Linked DNA regions of Sus scrofa: region 2 is linked to region 1. A link is a contact called in public HiChIP or PLAC-seq data. All regions are on one chromosome and are shown on one strand. Each heading gives the region's core, a stretch centred on a gene start, on an enhancer-like site or on the middle of the called end of the contact. The rest is flanking DNA. Distances are from core to core; before and after follow the strand shown.

Evidence for each region. HiChIP or PLAC-seq counts read pairs in DNA pulled down with a chosen protein or histone mark.
Region 2: a contact with region 1 is called in an H3K27ac HiChIP or PLAC-seq map of skeletal muscle, with 9 times the contacts expected there. The contact joins two enhancer-like sites. A contact is called at or near these places in 5 of 47 Hi-C or Micro-C datasets (brain, embryonic fibroblasts, heart right ventricle and 2 more) and 1 of 2 datasets of contacts at active chromatin or transcription factors (skeletal muscle).

The regions. Positions count from the first base shown.
Region 1 is chr13:136,100,990-136,105,133 of Sscrofa11.1, forward strand. All of the region lies in intron 5 of KALRN (kalirin), which reads right to left. Among named protein-coding and RNA genes, the nearest start is that of KALRN, 170 kb to the right of the region's middle. Within about 2 kb of position 2,757, at least 19 of the 83 cell types and tissues checked have an H3K27ac peak or open chromatin away from gene starts, as enhancers often do. A contact at or near this core is called in retroperitoneal adipose tissue and skeletal muscle, where this site is marked.
Region 2 is chr13:136,226,885-136,230,770 of Sscrofa11.1, forward strand. The region is part of intron 1 of KALRN (kalirin); the gene reads right to left. Among named protein-coding and RNA genes, the nearest start is that of KALRN, 48 kb to the right of the region's middle. Within about 2 kb of position 2,342, at least 13 of the 83 cell types and tissues checked have an H3K27ac peak or open chromatin away from gene starts, as enhancers often do. A contact at or near this core is called in retroperitoneal adipose tissue and skeletal muscle, where this site is marked.

The DNA.
Region 1 (4,144 bases), core at 1,507-4,006:
CACTCACCAAAGTTTTGTTCCTTCAGGCAGCCTTGTGAATACAGACTGTGCCATGGTCCACCCTTTATCTGGCACTGACTGTGTGCCTCTGGGGAACACAGTTATCTAAGACACTGGCCCTGACCTCTAGGAATTTGCAACATACATGGGTTGGAATAGAGCCAATTTGAGGGGGTTGGAGAAAACTATGGAAAGGTGCCCAGAGGAAAGAAAGACCATATCCAGAAGGGGAAGAGTGGGGAGGGTAGCTGGGCCTCCAGCTAGGGTAGGTTGGTGTAAACACAGGTGTGATAAGGTGGGCCTGTGCAAAGCACAGAAGGAATGTCCTGGAGTGGGGCTGAATGTCCAAGTCCAGTCTCACCCTCCATTCTAGGCCCCTCTGGTTTGCACCTCCTTGTGACACCTCAGGATGAGGGGTGTCTCAGGGAAATCTTTTAGGACAGGATGAATGCCACACTGAGGAAAGACTGGCCAGTCCATCTGATTTGCATAGAGGGAACCAATACTCTGTTTTCTCTGTACCAAGAAGGGCAAGAATCCAGCTTCCCTCAAGGTCCCTGGTTACCAGGAAGCAGCATGACTAGATTTCTGACCCTGTTTAACTTCTGGTAATTAGCATGGCGTGGACATCACCCTCCTACACTCCTCCCCAAGCAGCCTGAGCTCTAGCTACAGTGGACAGTGGATGGTCCCAGAACCCACCCTGTACCTCTGAGGCTGCCGTGCCTTTGCTCGAGCTCTTCCCTGCCCTGCACCCCAACCTGGGCTCAATGTTTTCCCCATCTGTTCCCCACAATAGTAACTGGTACTTGGATCAACTTTCCCCAGGCAGCAGCAGCTCTCTGTGTGCCAGTGCCAGTGCCCCTTCTCCAACATGCAAAGGCCTGACTCCAGTTCATCTTGCAACTGCCTGTTCCCAGAACAGTATCTGGCACTTGTTTAATTGGTTTGTCTTTAGCAGCAGTGTTCTAAGACCTTGTCAACCTGGGCACATGCTTCCAATTTCTCTTTCCTACTAGTTTCTCCAGGTACCAGGCCCCTACCTCACCTCCTCGCTCTGCTCCCACCTGCTGCCCGCCACATGCCCCAGCACCCTGTTGGGGATGACTGTGTACTTTCTGCCCTTCCTCCCGAGGCCTCTCTGCTACTCCCGATCCCAGCTCCCACCCATCGCTGCTAACCCTCCATCTGCTGAGCACCTATTGGGCTCCCAACATACTAGATGCTTCACATACATTTTCTTTAATCCATACCATAATCATAACATGTGTATTAAAATCTACATTTCACAGATAAAGAAACTGCTCGGAGAGGGTGAACTGGCTACAGATGGTCCATTAGCTAGCGAGTGGCTCAGCTGGGATTCAAACCCAAGTCTCTGTGACTGCAAAGTCAGTGCTCTTTCTAGACTTGGCTGGGTCTTCTGGCCTGCGCTCTCTCTGCTCTCCATGGGAGGCATGAGCCACAGGGCACCACCCAAGGGAGGAAGCAGGACCACAGGAGGGAAATGAAACAACCAGTTCCGAGAGAAGGGCTGTACCCTAGAAGGCTGCGTAACACAGGCCAGAGGAGGTGCAAGGGCATGGAGAAGAGGGTCGCCAACGGGAGGGGGGACAGAAGAGGATGTGGAGGGGGCGCAGGGGGGAGGATAGAGGGTGAAGGGAAGGAAGGAAAGTGGATTCTTCAGAGTAAAATGCCTGGAAAGAAATCTTAAAAATCCCTACCTCAAACAGAAATGCAGCTTGTTTTTTCACTTAATAAATTGTACCTCAATATCTTTCATTCTTCAAAAAGCCTACTTAAGACATTTCTTCCACTTCCCCTCCTGGGACAGAGTGGATATGTTTTCTTTTTTCTTGGCCCACCTCCACACTTTCTTCCCCCCATACAGCAGACCCCCAACCCTAACCTCTGCCCAGCAAGCAATAAAACCTTGACATTCCAGCAGGTTTGAACCACTGGAGTGGTTCCTTACAAGGATTGGGACTCACAGCAATGCTGAAACTGATTCTCCTTACACTTGCCCACATTATTGCCCTATCCAGTGCCTGGGGTGGGGACAGGTCCTCAGCATCTAGCAGAGGACCTGACATATGGACGATGCTCATTATCTGTGAACAAAGGAATGAATGAATCAATGAATGTTTCTCAGTTACTTCCCTGTGCCTCATACAACGTCTTTCTCTGATAAGATCTTTCTTTCCTAGCTCACCTAAATTGCTACGGACAGAATCAGGGTGACCATCTGGATGCTTCAAAGTACTATTAACACAATGTCCATGTTCTCAGTTCCAAAGGGTCACTGTGGGGTCCATACATAAGTAGAGGCCCCCTAGGCAGGCTATTCACATGTAATAATTCAAGTCCAGCCCCTTCCTGCTCCTCATAAGAGACCTGGGAGGAAGCCAAGGCTCCCGTGCCCAGCGTTCCTGCCATGCCTTCCTCTGCTCTGCCCTCCACACCCACAGTTCCCATGCAGGCCTGCGACCTCAGCGGACACTGGGGCTGACTGAACATGCGGCAGAGGGAAGGAGGAGGGGAGAAAGGATGTACGGAAGGGAAAAACAGCTTCGGGAGAAAACACTCACACATGCAGCCCGCAGAACATTGTGACTTGGATTATTTTTGGAATCTAATGTTTCTAATGTTCAAGGGGAGGAAATGAGAAAAAATAAGTAGAGATTCCCAGGACCAGCAGGCTGGAAATAATATAGGACACTGTGTCCTGTATTGGGTGGGACATGGACACACTTCCTCGCCCTGAATCCAGTCAGTAGCGGATGGCAGGGCCATGGTTAAGGGCCCCTTAGGAGGAGGGAGGGCAGGAACGAGGGGTCCCGGGAGACTTTCTTAAAAAAAAAAAAAAAATCAGGAAATCACAAACCACTCAGCAAAGACCTTGTCCCGAAGTCCCTCCCAACACCAAGGGCTCAGGCAATTGAATCACAGAGATATGTCAGCACACCCCCTAGAGGTCCAATCTGTGTTTGCCCTCCGACCAGAGCAGGTAAGGACACAGGTCAGGTGGCCTTGAACCTCTACTCCAACCCAGCCCCTCTAGCCACCTCCTAGGTGGCTAGCATATGTGCCTTTCTCCTGCAGGGCAAAGGTAAGGTTTGTGTGTATTTCTGTCTCTATGTGTGTATGTGTGTTGGGGGAGGGGGAGGAGCCCCAGCCTCAAAGCAGAGGGCCCACCTTCCTGTCATCCACCTGGCTGTATCCCAGCCTTCCCAAGTCTCCCCTTTCCCCTGTAAAATGATACTCACATCCACCCCCTGGGCCTGTCACACAAAGTAGATGGGAGACCAAATGAGGAACCACCAACTGGGTGGCTCTGGTTGGGTCTTTGCTGTGGATCAAAGTTTCCTATGTAAAAGGAAGGGCTAGATCAGAAAATCTCTAAGGTCAGGGGTGTGAGAAGACTTCAAAAGCCGACATTCAAAAAAAAGCTATTTGGTATTATAATGACTATAATGTCACTTCAGCTTGACAAATGACACTGCTGGCTGGAGGGGGATGGGGGTTGGAGAGGTGGCAAAGAGAAGCATCAATGGGCCAAGTGTGGGGGAGGGAGGAGGGGGCGTGCATTAGGTCCACACTGGCCCCAGAGATTCTTGTCAACCCCAGCAGAATGAGACTTTCAGCCCTGCTTTGGGTCCTGGGGAGTGATCAGAACTGCTATACCTCAGAGGAAGAGGGCAAGAAACAGCAATGCATAATTTGCCAGTGACAGGGCATCCTGCAGAGGTCCTGAATTGCTAGTACAGTTAGTAGGACATACAAACAGCAGAAACAATAAACACATAACCCTCAGGGCATCACCCTGCTGCCTACATGGGCCCCATACGCATTTTCTCAGGGTGATTAACATGAACGTAACATTATTTTGTTTGCACAGACCTCCAAGATTATCAAAATTGGATGGACTGTAGGAAGTGCTTCTGGCTGCGAGGTGGTAGGAGAATAAGACAGATCTGTTCTTTGCTATAATGCACGGCAGGAGGGGACAAGTGTCTCAGATGTAGAAGGTTCATGGGAAGGCACAATCACATCCCCCTGGGGAGAATCACTTTCCTCTGTGGCTTCAAAAGACAGACACTGGTATTCCAGAGACCTTTGCCTGCAGTGGCACCTCCAACCCTGA
Region 2 (3,886 bases), core at 1,092-3,591, 130 kb after region 1:
ATGTATAAGTATTTCAAAATTAAAAGTTTAAAAATAAACAGATGCGATGACACTGCAGGATAATAAAAGCCCCACCTAAGGTGGGTTCATCTACTGAAAAACCTCTAGAAATCTGCACCAGGGAGGAGAGAACAACACCCACACCCTGCCCTCCCTAGGAGGTAGGGCATCCTTCTGGAAGGGCAACCTTGAGTTCTGTGATGTGTTCTGTGGAGCCTTCCCCTCATTCCTGTTCTGGAACCAATTAGATGGGCAGAGTCTGTGCCTGCGCTCCTTATCACCTGGAAGGGCTTTGGTGGGGAGGGGATCATGAACCACCAGGCTCCAGAGTCTGGCACACCTGGCTTTAAAATGCAGGTCCCCCCCACCACCACCAGCTGTGGTGGCCTGAGCACATGATTTGCCTTCTTCCAGACTCCACAAAACAGAGATGGGGATAATCACTGTTATCACTCAGGGTTGTGAGAGGAGTCAATGAAATAATTCCTACAAAGCAAATATAAGGCTCCAGTACCTACTAAAAACTCAATAAATGTTTATGGTCTTAGAGCCTCCTGCATGAATAAGGTCTAGGTTTTGAGGACTCACTCCTCCCTTTCAACATCATACAGAACATCTATCCTTCCTCCACTTGCTGGTAGCTCTCAGCTACTCCAACTAGGGTTTCTCAAACCATCTCTAGTGAAGGACCAGTTTTTTGGTTTTTGGATTTGTTTTTCATTTTTTTAATCCAATCTGTTATAGACTAGTATTTGGTAAAGTACAAGGAAAATGAATTACTTGAGAAACGCAATTCAGAAACAAAACATAAGGCATAGGTTTTTTTTTTAATTAGATCCAATAGACAAAATTACCGTGATGTATTGCTATAAAAGTTTATAAATGCTTCCTTTCAATTTCCATACTTCCCACTCCTGACTGATAATAGCTAGCTGAGCTGGACCATGACCTGCACTTTGAGTAGCATCTCTTTTGTACCTTCTTCTCCAAGCTCCTAATAACCTTACAGTCACAAAACACAACTGAGTAGTTTAAAATCTCTATTTTTATATTAATTTCAATTCCTGAGGCTGAAGGTTCTTTGAGTGTCAGGGTCATGAGCACAGTGCCTTGCATAGGAGAGGTGCCTCATAGGGGCTCAAATCATAGCTGATAATCCAAATATGAAACTGACATATTTTACTTCATGATTTAGGCAACTTGATAGTGCATTTGTGAAAACCTGCCCGATGAACACATTTTGTCCCTTTAGCATCCCTCTCTATTTGCCTGCCTTCTGTCTATTTGTGTGTGTGTGTATCTTTTTCACCACCTGCTTCATCTTCATTTAACTGAAATGTACCAGTTATAGTCACTGTTTCTCTTTCACTGAGGGACAAGACAGTACAAATCACAGAAAATCCCATTCATCAGAAAAGCTGGCTCTAGCTCACCAGATAAACACTCAAGGAAATGGAGTGCTTAAATTAATATACTTCTAGGGGATACTGTTATTCTCGCCTGTGCCTCTCCTACCGCTGAGCCCATGATGGCTGCTCGATAAACATTTATGCGACCTGGCCAGGCAGTGCTGGCTGTACCTCGGTGACCACAAGTCCCATCTTCCTCATGTCACTCAGAAGGCAAAAAGGGACAATGAGTGCTGTTACAGAAGGAACCTCGGGTCATTTAGACCAGTGCTTTTCTAATCTGGCTGCACAGCAGAACCACCTGGGGAATCTTCACAACAATACTCATGCCTGCCTCCCAGACCCAGAGATTTTTCTTAATGTAATTGCTCTGGGATGAAACCTAAGCATCAGTGTTATTCAGGTTCCATAGGCAATTCCACTGTGCAGCCAAGATGAAAAACCCCTGATTTGGCATACCCTCCCATCCATACTCATTCTTAGCAGGTGTTCCTTAAACTTTTGTTGAGTGAATGGCTCACTCAGTGGATGAGAACGCATCTGTGGCAAATGTGGAGAAGGTCTTGGCCCTGTATCCTGAGAGCCCTCACCTCCAGCATGCATCTTCTCCCAAGGCCCAGCCAGAAACATCCCTTGTCCATCCTCTTGCTGGTGGGAGGAGGGCTTGTTTCTCCTGGGGCGCACTGGCCCCAGGAAAGCACTAACTTAGCTCATCCTCACCTTTTCAACAGGAAGATGCAGGACTTTCTCGAAGACACACCCCCCCCACAAATAGCCCTCAACTCACACAGGATGGGAACATGTTATCTCATCTATCTTGTTTGTATTTAATGGCTGTTCCCTGATTGTTTTTCTGGCAGTCCCTGGGATCAGGATGCTATCTCAGACTCCAGACCCCAGAGGACAGAGGCCCGAGAACACTTAGTACCAAGTGACTGGTTTGTAAAAGTCTGGTAAGCCAATGCTGTTGTGCTGCTGAGGGAGGGCAAGAAGGCAAGCAGTGTGTGAAGTGAACAAAAGGGGGAGGAGGAAGTGAAGTGGCGTGTGGGCCTGGAGGGGTGAGGAAATGCTGGCAGCCCCTGTGGGCAGGTCCAGGTGACACACGATTGGGCAGTGTCTGCAGCCCTGTCCCAAGGGGCAGGGAAGAGCTACATTGAGCTCCAAGTTCTCTGCTGAGAATGTGTGCCTGCAGCTGCCCCGGCTTCTGACCTGTGGCTGCTCCCTGAGCTGCTGCTGCTGCTATTTTTAGCTGAACACCAGCCCTTCCCAGCCTCCTCTCCAAACCTCGGTTCCATGACCCCAGAGGAGGCACTGAACTTTCACTCTCCCTCTGGACCCTGAACCACCCACTCCTCCCTGACACCCACATGGAGTCAGTTCTGCATACTGCAAGGATGTTTGGAAGGAGATCAACACAGGGTGGCCATGAAGTCAGCTGTGAAATTCAACACTTATTTTTTAAACCGGAAAAAATAAAAAGGGAAACACATTAGGTCCAGGGAGAGCGCTCCCTCTGGCCCCCAAAGCAGCCGTCCTCTGGGTCTCTTCCCTGCCCACCTGCATATTGATGGCCTCCCCTCACTAGGAATGGGCATTTTTGGGTAAGTTTCTGTCTCCTCAGAAAGAGGAAAAGGAAGCTTGCACTATTTGGGCACCCCTGTTTCCTGACACTCTGCTGGACTTGGTTCGTGGTTTTTCTCATACGAGTCTTCTAATCCACGAGCTAAGTTCAGGGACCCATCTGGGGTCGGGCAGCTTGCAATCAGCAAAGCTGGAATTCAAACCTAGTACTCTGTGATTTCAATGCTCACAGAGGCTCATCCTCCCCCAAAAGCCAGTCTCGTACTCCTGTCGCCAAAAAGAATAACCTGCCCCCAGCCCTAAAGGGGCTTCCCAAGGCAGGAATCATGAAGCCCCACTAGACTGACACCTCCCACTGGGCCCAGTAATCCATTTAGGCTGACTGAAACACCAGCTTCCAGAAAAGAGAGGAAAACATATTCACCATCCACATGCCAGTGAGCTCGGAAGACATAAATGTCTCTTGCTACACCAGCTTCTTAGGGGACTTAGGAGGGAGGCCAAGAGAGGTGAATCCTTGCCCCCACCTGAGAGTCTACAATAACATTTCTGAGTTCCAAAAGCACCTTGCAACTTAAGGATTTTGAGAGAATGAGTCATTCATTCACCATCCAGGAGGTATTTCCTGAGCACCTACTATGTGCCAAGAACTGTACTAGGTGCTAGGGATAGATGTGAACTAAAGTCAGCTTCTGGCCTCCTAATGCTGGAAGCTATGGTGGGGGAGGGGGGCAGTGCTGGAGTTCAGAGGCATTTGTAGGGCAAGGACGTCTCCTGACGTACTACCTTAAATTTTAGACGAGGCACTTTTAAGGGAAGAGGAGGAGTTAAGGAAACCAAGCTCGTTGCTATGCAACGATGCTGATTTATTCTTAGCCAGAGGAGCCAGAGCAGCA